Linked DNA regions of Urocitellus parryii: region 1 is linked to region 2. The links are chromatin contacts, called in public Hi-C maps. All regions are on one chromosome and are shown on one strand. Each heading gives the region's core, a stretch centred on a gene start, on an enhancer-like site or on the middle of the called end of the contact. The rest is flanking DNA. Distances are from core to core; before and after follow the strand shown. Region 1 holds the start of Cab39 (calcium binding protein 39). Region 2 holds the start of Sp100 (SP100 nuclear antigen).

What was found. Hi-C and Micro-C count contacts between places; a contact is called where the count stands out from the background.
Region 1: a Hi-C map of liver shows a contact between it and region 2, with 2.1 times the contacts expected there. The contact joins the promoter of Cab39 here to the promoter of Sp100 in region 2. A contact is called at or near these places in 2 of 2 Hi-C or Micro-C datasets (liver and muscle).

What each region holds. Positions count from the first base shown.
Region 1 is chr1:275,711,915-275,716,556 of mUroPar1.hap1, forward strand. It overlaps Cab39 (calcium binding protein 39), which reads left to right and starts at 3,155. Exons shown (of 9, transcript XM_026396238.2): 1 at 3,155-3,961.
Region 2 is chr1:275,518,367-275,522,877 of mUroPar1.hap1, forward strand. Sp100 (SP100 nuclear antigen) reads left to right here and starts at 1,433. Exons shown (of 30, transcript XM_077791098.1): 1 at 1,433-1,638. The coding sequence starts at 1,607. It overlaps LOC113188093 (a long non-coding RNA gene), which reads right to left and starts at 1,874. Exons shown (of 4, transcript XR_013342143.1): 1 at 1,839-1,874; 2 at 1,181-1,270; 3 at 415-498.

The DNA.
Region 1 (4,642 bases), core at 1,905-4,404, 200 kb after region 2:
GCCACTGGAACCAACATCTGCATTTCAACAAGATCCCTGCAATGCACAGGCACTTTATAATTTGAAAGGCTGCCCTGGTCTTATCCTTCCACAATCCCAGTCAAGCCACCTGCTCTCCACTCCACCTTCTTCCCTCCAGCTCATCCCCTGCAGGGCTGATTCCAACAGTCCTGGGCTCACTGTTGCCCTCTCATCCATCCTCCACTTTGGCACCACCTCTCTCTTCCCACTGCTCGTACCCCTCCTCACTCACTCCTCCACAGGCTTGGGGTCAACAGTTCACCATATTACTATTTCATTTATGCTCTTTTACCTTCCTTCTTCCCACTCCCTCCATAAAATCATCCAGCAAAAATAATCCTGGTAGAATCCAATTTCCCACCTTCCTATGCCTATATCTTCCCAGCAAAATATAGCTGGTTAAAAAAAAAATCATAGGATACCCCACTGACTGTGCCTTCGCACCTTCTCTCCCCTCAAACTTCCAACACCTGCTCTCCCTCCATGCTCTGAGCGATGACTTGGCCTGTTTCACTGAGAAATCAGAAACCCTGACAAGGGCTGGGCCACATGGTCTGGTACCTTATCTACCTAGCTCCCTGCCTTTGTGCCCACTTTCTGCCCTACCGCCTAGTCCTGTGAGTGAACACCTCCTTGCTCATGTCCAAGATGTCCAAGATGTCCAAGGCCAGACCCTCCACTTATCCCTCAGGGACAGCACTCCGGAACCCAGCATCTCCACCTCAACAGCATTTAAAGATGCTGTCATGGTCCCATCCTGAACAGAACCAAAGGACATCAAGAACAAAATGTGCTTTGTCTTCATACTCCCCTCCAGCTGCCACCTCATTTCTCTGCTAAGTAGAATTAAAATCTGATGAAATTGTCTTGGCTCGTGGTCTCTCTAGAACCCTCTCTTTCTAGAAATCGTTCTAGGTCTCAGTCTTTGTAGACACCTCTCCAATGAGGCTTTCCCACTCAGCTCTCCCCTAAAACAGTTCCTAACAAAGTATTGGTTACCTCCATGGCACTGGGACCAGTGACCCATCACTAACACCAACCACTCAAACTATTAGCCTCCCTAAAAAGTGTGCCCTAGTCTTCCAATAGATACTCTTGGGTCCCCCACTGCAACTCTGGCTCTTCCTCAGGATCCTTTGGTGGTTCCTTTTCATTATTTTACCTCTTGATATGGGGGGGTGTAGGTCAGTCTTTGACCTTGCCCTCTGTTAACACTAGTTTCCTCACCATCTCATGGAGTCCTGAGGTTTAACTTACTCTGAGGACTCCCAAAATTACATCTCCAGCCTAGGCCTCTCCCCAGAACTCCAGACTTCTAGATCCAAATTCCTCCTTGTTCATCAGGTAACTTAATACCCCACCAAACGAACCTGGTTTTCCTCCCTTCTGCTCTGCCGCAGTCTGGCTGGGCACAAATAAGGGAGCCACCACAAAGCCTTGTAGGTTCAAACAGCAACTCTTTATTCCCAAACTCTCACCACACACACTTCCCGGGAATACACTCCCTCCACCTGGCTCTCTTCGCCAATTCTCCAGGAACCCCACCAACTCAACGGGAACTCCAAAGTAGGGGTCACCCCCCCCAAGGCAGCAGGATCCGCCCTAATCCCAGAGCCGCCCTATTCCCCAGCAGGGTCACCTTTCAACCAGTCCCTATAGCAAAATGCCCGGTGTCGTTCTGACTAAACTGTGGCTCTCAATGCGGCTCCGTCTGTAGACCAGTCTTCCCCATATCACCAAATTGTCTTACTTGAGAAAAATAAAAATAGAAATCAGCAAAATCCTGGCAGGTCTCCCTCTGAAGTATGTCTAGAACTCACCACCACTTTATTTCTTTACCTCACCACTGCTACCACTCTGGGCACTCTTCTGGGTGATGGGTCTGTGAGCTAAGAGTCCCGGCTTTTCAGAGAAACAGTGAACAAAGCCACGCGTAGACCATTGGACAGTGTGAATTGCTACGGAGAAAAGCATCCCTGGGTGGGGAGGGAGACATCCCTGTCTTCTCTCTCCCTCTCCCTTTTTCCTTCTCTTTCTCCTGGTCCTAGGAATCAAAGGGGGGGGTCCTCCTGCCTGCCTGGCAGGTGCTCTACTCCTGAGCTACGCCCCCTCCCCTCCCCTCCCCCACCAGCTAGCCATCTAGATTATCTCAGTGTCCTCTAACTAGTGTCCCTGCTGAAACCCTCAGGCCTTTCAGTCTTGTCTTCACACCACAGTGACCCTTCTAAAATGTCATACCAAGTCCCTTCTCTGCTCAACACCTCCACATGGCTTCCTGTCTCCTGTAAATACCACAGTCCGCACTTGGGTCAACAGGGCCCACTCTCTCCCCCTCTCCTAACTTCCTGCCATCCCTTGGCTCAGCAGCACGTGCCCTCCTCAGGCCCTGGGTCCTCCTGCTCCTGCTCAGGGGCCTTCAGGCCCTTGCTGTCTTTATGGAGCTAGCTGCACAACAGCAGCCCCTCCTCACCCAGGGCTGTTCCTCCCCAGCAATTCACACTGTTCAATGGTCTACGTGTTGCTTTGTGTACTGTTTCTCCTCAAAGCCGGGACTCTTTAGCTCACAGACCCACCACCTAGAATAGTGCCCAGTACACATCAGGCACTCGCAAATCTTCTTTGATTACAAGTTAAAAATACAGAAACAAATACACATAAATCTTTTTTTTTTTTTTTAACTACCAGACTCTGTCATCAGTCTTTTGTAAAACAGTATCCTATTTATCGGCGTGAACCTATGGCAGGTACTACTATTATTACACTTTTGTCTTTCTTTTTCTTTCTTTCTTTTTTTTTTTTTTGTACCATGAGGAAACAGCCATTCACAGCGGCTAAGGAGGCTGAGCCACGAGGATCACAAGTTCGAGGCCAGTCTCAGAAACTTAGCGAAATCCTAAAATATAAAAAAGGGTTGGGGGCTGGGGATGTGGCTCAAGCCGTAGCGCGCTCGCCTGGCATGGGTGCGGCCCAGGTTCGATTCTCAGCACCACATACCAACAAAGATGTTGTGTCCGCCGAGAACTAAAAAATAAATAAATATTAAAAAAAAAAAAGAAAACCTCTACTTTAAAAAAAAAATAAATAAAAATAAAAATAAAAAAGGGTTGGGATGTAGTTCAGTGGTAAAACATCCTTAGGTTCGTGGTGGAACTGGGTTTAAATCCAGGCTGAATCCTACATCCTACCACTTTCTATACTGTTAGGGATGCTAAAATGAAGTCATCCGTTTCTTACAAGCAAAAAAGAAGCTGTGCACTAAGTCGGCTCCAGGCCTTTCACAGAATTAAAGCTTTAAGAGTCGAGGAAGTGTCGCTGAAGGTAGGCGTGTAGTCCTCCAGGAAGAGTGCTAAGACGCTGGGCAGGAGCTGAGCACCAGCCAGTAAGGGGCAGAAGGAAGAGGAACTCGCTCTGGGCTTCTGCTTTTTTCTGCACGCCCTCTACTCGAGTCTCGCGCGATGTGGCTGTTCTGAGTCCGCCCGATCGCCCAGGGGCGCCAGAGGCAGAAGGGGGCGTTGCGGCGCTACCCGACGTCGCGCCCTCGGCGGCTGCGCAGTGCGCACGTCAAAGCCGGGCTCTGGCCGGGAGCGGGGCGCGGAGCGCCGGGAGCGGCGCGGCCTGAGAGACTGAGCTTTCAGGAGCTGGGCGGAGGCGAAGGCAAAGGCGGCGTCGATCCCCTCAGCAGCAGCCGCATCCCGAGCGAGCGCAGCAGCGCGGCGGCCACCGCGAGAACCTCTGGGCCGCCGTCCGCCCGCGCAGTCGCCGCCGCCGCCGCGGGAGCCCGTCGCCGGGAGTAGCAGCGGGCGGAAGACAACGGAGGGGCCGAGCGCCCGAGCCGCGCCGCGGGGACCGAGCGAGCAGCCCGAGGCGGCGGCGGCGGCCGAGGACGGGGACGGCGACGACGCGGAGGCGGAGAGGGAGCCACCCGGCCCGGCCGAGCCCCGTGAGTGACCCCAGGCCAGGCCCTTCTCGGCGCTGACGCCGGGCCCGGCCGCCTCCATTTTCTCGGGTGGCGGCAGCGGCGGGAGCGGCCGGGCCCGGCCCTTCTCGGAGCCTTCCCGCTGCCCTCGCCGGCGCCGGGCACCCGGAGCCTCGGCCGGGCTCCGGGAGCCGCGGGTCCGCTGCCGTCACCTCGGCCGCCCTCCTGCGGGCTGGCGGCGTGGGGCGACCGCGGCCAGTGTCGGGAGGGCAGGGAAGTGCGGACCGGGCCAACTGTCACTCCCACTGCGCCCGGCTCCGGCCCCGCGGTCCGGCCCCGCGCAGGTTTCTGTTCCCGGGAGCAGATGGCATCTTTGTGGCCGTATTTCGGGAAAATGCCTAACTGATTGCTGGTTAGGAATCGTGCGGTGGACGCGTTCCTGAGTTCGGTTGAAGCCACCCGAGCGCTGACTGCGAGCGGGCGCCGTAGTCGGTCCCAGCCCGAGGGACTCGGAGGTGAACCGGGTCCCGCGCCGCCTCCCCCGAGGAGCTTACGCTCTGGTGTGGGAGATAAGAGCAGTCCACAAATAACCACGATACCAGGAAGGAGGCGATAAGTCCTGTGAAAGGACCAGACTCGGGGCTAGAAAGGTGCCCGGGGAAGACCGCACCGGCCGATCGCTTCCGCCTTAGCATAAATTAGGAG
Region 2 (4,511 bases), core at 183-2,682:
GAATCTGCCCCAGAAGAAGGGAGGGGGCAGGTGTGTTGTGCTGATCCATGTGCTGCCTCCCAGAAGGAGACTCGGGAGGCCCCTGCACTCACTCTCCATGTGCCCACCCACAGGAGGGAGGCCCGACTCTCCAACCCTGGCTTCCAGGCTCCTGGAGCTTGAGCAGACGTAGAGACCTGACATGTTCACGTCAGCGCCCAGCTCTGCACTGGCTCTGGCCAGCCTACTACATGGGGATGGCCGGGGGATTCTCCAGGACAGGCTGGTGAAGTCTGTGCCAGAGCACACCCTGCCCCATAGAGACCGGACAGAGGACAGCTGTGCCCAATGAGGCTCAGCTGACCAGCCCCTCTGCCCCAGAGAGAAAGCGCATGCGGGGTGGCGGTGTATGTACCTGTCGGCACGAGTAGGTACCTGTAGGCACAGTGGCCCCGCCCACTGGAAAAGATGTCCTCATCAGTGCCTGGAATCCGCCCCATCCGTTTGGAGCTCACTCTTCTGAGGAAAGAAAGATAAGTGGATCAACGGTAGGAACCTCTGTCCTCCCCCCACAGTGTCAAGCACCCTTGCTCACCACCAGGAGTCGCGTTCGGTGGACCGTGGTGTGAAACTATCACTTTCGAGCTCTGGCCACTTCTGGCCTCTGAGTCCTCTGCCCTTTGCCCATCCCATCCTGGCCCTGGAGTCTGCACACCCTGGCTGCCGGCTGCATCCCTGACTGTGCCCCAGCCAAACAGGCATAACTGGGAGGCAGAGGTCCCCCCATTGGGTCCCCCTGCCCTTTCACTTCTAGACCCCCTGGGCTCCTTCCTCCATCCTCCTCCACTGAGAGGTCCAGTGACTTCTTTGATACCCAGTGTCTCTTCCTGAGCCCTTGCTGATGCAGAGCAGCTCCAGTCAAGGCACCTTACACCCTTGCACCTAAAATGTCAGTCCTAGCCCTAACCTGGCTCAGCATGTGGCCCCAGGGGCTTGGAGAGACCTCCCCTGCCTCTGGCTGATGCCTAGGAATGCCAAGGGTGTTCTGCCTCCTTTGTAAGGCTGAGCACGTCGGCTCTCTCCAGCTCTGGTCTGAATGTCAGGACCTTCCTGAGTTTAGTCCAGTCTCCCCCATTGGCCCGAGAGGTTTCCAGCTTTCCCTCCTGGAAGAAGCAGCTGCCATGGAGATGCTGGGACTCACTAAGTCGCTGGTTGTAAGGAACAGCCACAGACACAGGCGCAGGCAGAGGCAGGCTTAGTCAGACTGGACACAACTGATAAGGGCCATCATCTGGAGACAGACAGAGGGGACACCTGGGAGTGGCCCTGCTTGTCCCTGGGGCCCCCTTCCCTGCCTGCAGGCCTCCATCCTCCCGCTACACTTCAGGAGCGCCGGAGCCCGTGGGCCGAGGGAGGAGGGAGGACTAGCTTGGCAGTGGCCCATCAGAGGTCGAACAAATACTTTCACTTCTCTTTTCCCCAACGGGGCGGGGCGGAGCGCTGTTTGGTGAGTCAATCCCAGGGCCCACTTCCTGCTCAGGGTCGGGCAGCCACACTGGACACAGGCGGGGGAGACTGAGGGACAAGGGGTCACCCTCCCAGACCCAGGCAGGTCCAGGGCAGGAGGATGGCAGACGGGGCTGGCGACCCGAGCACCAGGTGAGTCTCTCTCCTCCCTTGGATTTCTGTCTCTGGCCGTGTGCTGCTTGAGTTCAGCTGGGGTCTAAGGGGGTACTGTGGCTCAGTCCCGCCCCACGGGAGCCAGGTCTGCACTAGATGAAGTAAGAGCTAGGAGAGAGGAAGAGGGGTTTTTTAAAGGAGCAGGACGGCTGTCGGCTGTCGATGTGAGTTCAGCTCACCACTCAGGAGTGTCTTGTTTTGCAGTTGCTGCTCAGGGGCGGACTCTGTCCCTCCCAGCAGGGATTGGCCATTTCCCATGACCTCTGAATGCTCCCAGTCCTCCCCCACCTCCCTCCACCTTTCACAGGTCACTTCAGAGAGGGTAGGTGGGGCAACACCAGCTCCAGGGTAAACATCTGGCACCTTTTCCAGCAAGCCTGGGGTGCTATGGTCCAGCACCTGCAGGGGACTAGCTTTGTCAGATCGGGGCTGTCCCTGTGCTGACGCTGACGGGGTCTGAGCTCTTTCTCTGTTTATCCTGATCAAAGGGAAAAAAAAGAGAGAAAGGGCCCATGAGGAGAAAAGCTAGTGCAGGCCGAGTTTTATTTTCACTTTGATTTTCTGTTCCTGGGTAGGTCATACCTCTGACAAGAAAAACAATAGAAATTCTATCTTTTCCTCTGTAGTGGGCTCAAAAATAACAAGACTTGATTTTTTTTATGTCTACAAAAGGAATACACTCTACAACCTTGCTCATAAAATTTCAAACAGCATAGAGGTCTACAATGGGAAAAAATTCCCTTCTCACTCACTTTCAGCTTCCGGTCCCAGGTCTGTGAGAAGTCTGGTCTCGTCTTCTCTTTTCTGTGCATTTGTCTAGATAACTTGTTATCATAAATGCATTTTATAATAAATGAGATGATACTGTACATTTTTTCAGCATTTTATATTGCCACTTATTTTAAAAGTGGAAATCTTAGAGATCTTTTCACCTTAATACATGTACATGAACTTTGTTTTTTAAAGCAGCTTTATGCTATTCCATGAGATTGATATAGGTACCATAATATTTAAACCATCCCCTTCTGATGGATATTTAGGTTATTTCCATTGTTCACTTTTACTAAGAGTCTGTGATAATGATTATATACTTTATGTTGGAATTCTACATCATTGTATCAAAACACAAGAAAGTGGAATCACTGAGGCAAAGGGAATCAATGTGTACTTGTTTATAGGCTCAGCTAAATTGCCTTTGTAAGAGGCTGAATATGAATGTATTCTCTTATCAACAGCAGATGAGACGAGCCACCTCCCCACACCCAGCCAGACTTTGTCAAAGTGACAGATGAGGAGGTGCACGTGGTTTTCATCTGTATTTTTCTGATTAGGTAGGAGGTGGCTCGGTCTCTCCCGTTTGTTGGCTGTTAGATTCCCTCTCCTCTTTCAGGTTCATTTTCTTTCCAGTTTTATTTGGGTGTCTGTCCTTTGTTTCATGATATGGGAGATTTCGCTGGATATCCTGGAGAAGTATAAATGTAGCTTCCTTGTCCTAACTTTGTGTGAGGTGGCTTTCGTCTTACGAAAACTTACATTTTAAGGTGCAACCTACGATGGCATTGATTTCATAAGATATAAATAAAGTGGTGTGGGAAGTTACTGATGGATTGATTCCATGAGCACTCCCAGTGTTTAATGATGGCTCTTGCGTTCTTTTTTGGCTGCATATTCGAGCCTACTTTTAGGGGCAAAAGAAAATAAAAAGGGAAAGTTCCTTTTCAAACATTTTTGACAATTTTTTTTCCTTTTCAATTTTATGCAAAATTATATTCCACTGGAGTAACTCCAGCCTTCTCAGCCCAAAGGCTGCTGGATACTTTCCCCTCTCTGATTCTTTCACTTCATGTTTCTAGTGATCACCTTCAGCTTTTCCTCCAGGACAATCACTCAATTTTCAGTAGGTTTATTTCTTGTAATTTATAATTTTAAAAAAACCAAACAAACTGTGTGTGTGTGTGTGTGTGTGTGTGTGTGTGTGTGTGTTTGGAGAGGATCTTAGTTTTTTCCCATAGCACTACAAGCCGCACTTTTAGCTGGGTCCTTTAAATCCATCACCCCTCGTCAGGACGCTGCTTGGCTTGGGGTTTTGTGGGGTGTCAAGCCCTTGGGGGGATGCTCTCCTGGTCTTCTGAGTCATTCTTCCAGACTGATTCTGCCTGAATCTCGCATTCTGCGCTCGTTCATTTTTCGGGTGCTGGCTGTGGTTTGGTAGGCCGTCTCGATGATATCTGCCCCAAGATGCTCACCCAAATGTCGTGCTTGCTCAGATAGAATTGGATTGGATAATTTTTTCACATTTCCTGTCTTATCTGAGACTGCATTGTTTCCCATCTGAGCTACAGTATGAAGTTTCTGTTTTGATTCTCACCTGTTTTTCTGAGGACGCCATCAAGTGATCGCCAGGTAGACAGGAGGGTGGTTATGGTTTGGCTATGAGGTGTCCGCCCAAAACTAACTGTTAATGCAGGAATATTCAGAGATGAAGTGATTAGATTGTGAGACCTTTAACCCAATGCATCCACCCTGGTTCAAATGGACTGATGTGTGAAAACCATGGCAGGTGGGGTGTGGCCGAGGGAGGTGGGTCCCTGGGGGTGCAGCCTGGATGGGCTGGTCTTCCTGTGCTCCCTTTCCCGGTGAGGTCGGCTGTCCATGCACTGCGACTCTGTCCATGCAAACCTTTCCTCTTCTAAGTTCTTCTTGTCAGGTTTTTTAATTTTTAAGGGGAGCTAGAGATGTAATGCAGTGAGTTCCATCCCAGTACTTCCCCACTTCCACACCTAAAAAATTAAAGAACACATCAACCATTTGCACGGTATGGGCCTTGTTTGGATAACCAGATATTTGAAGAT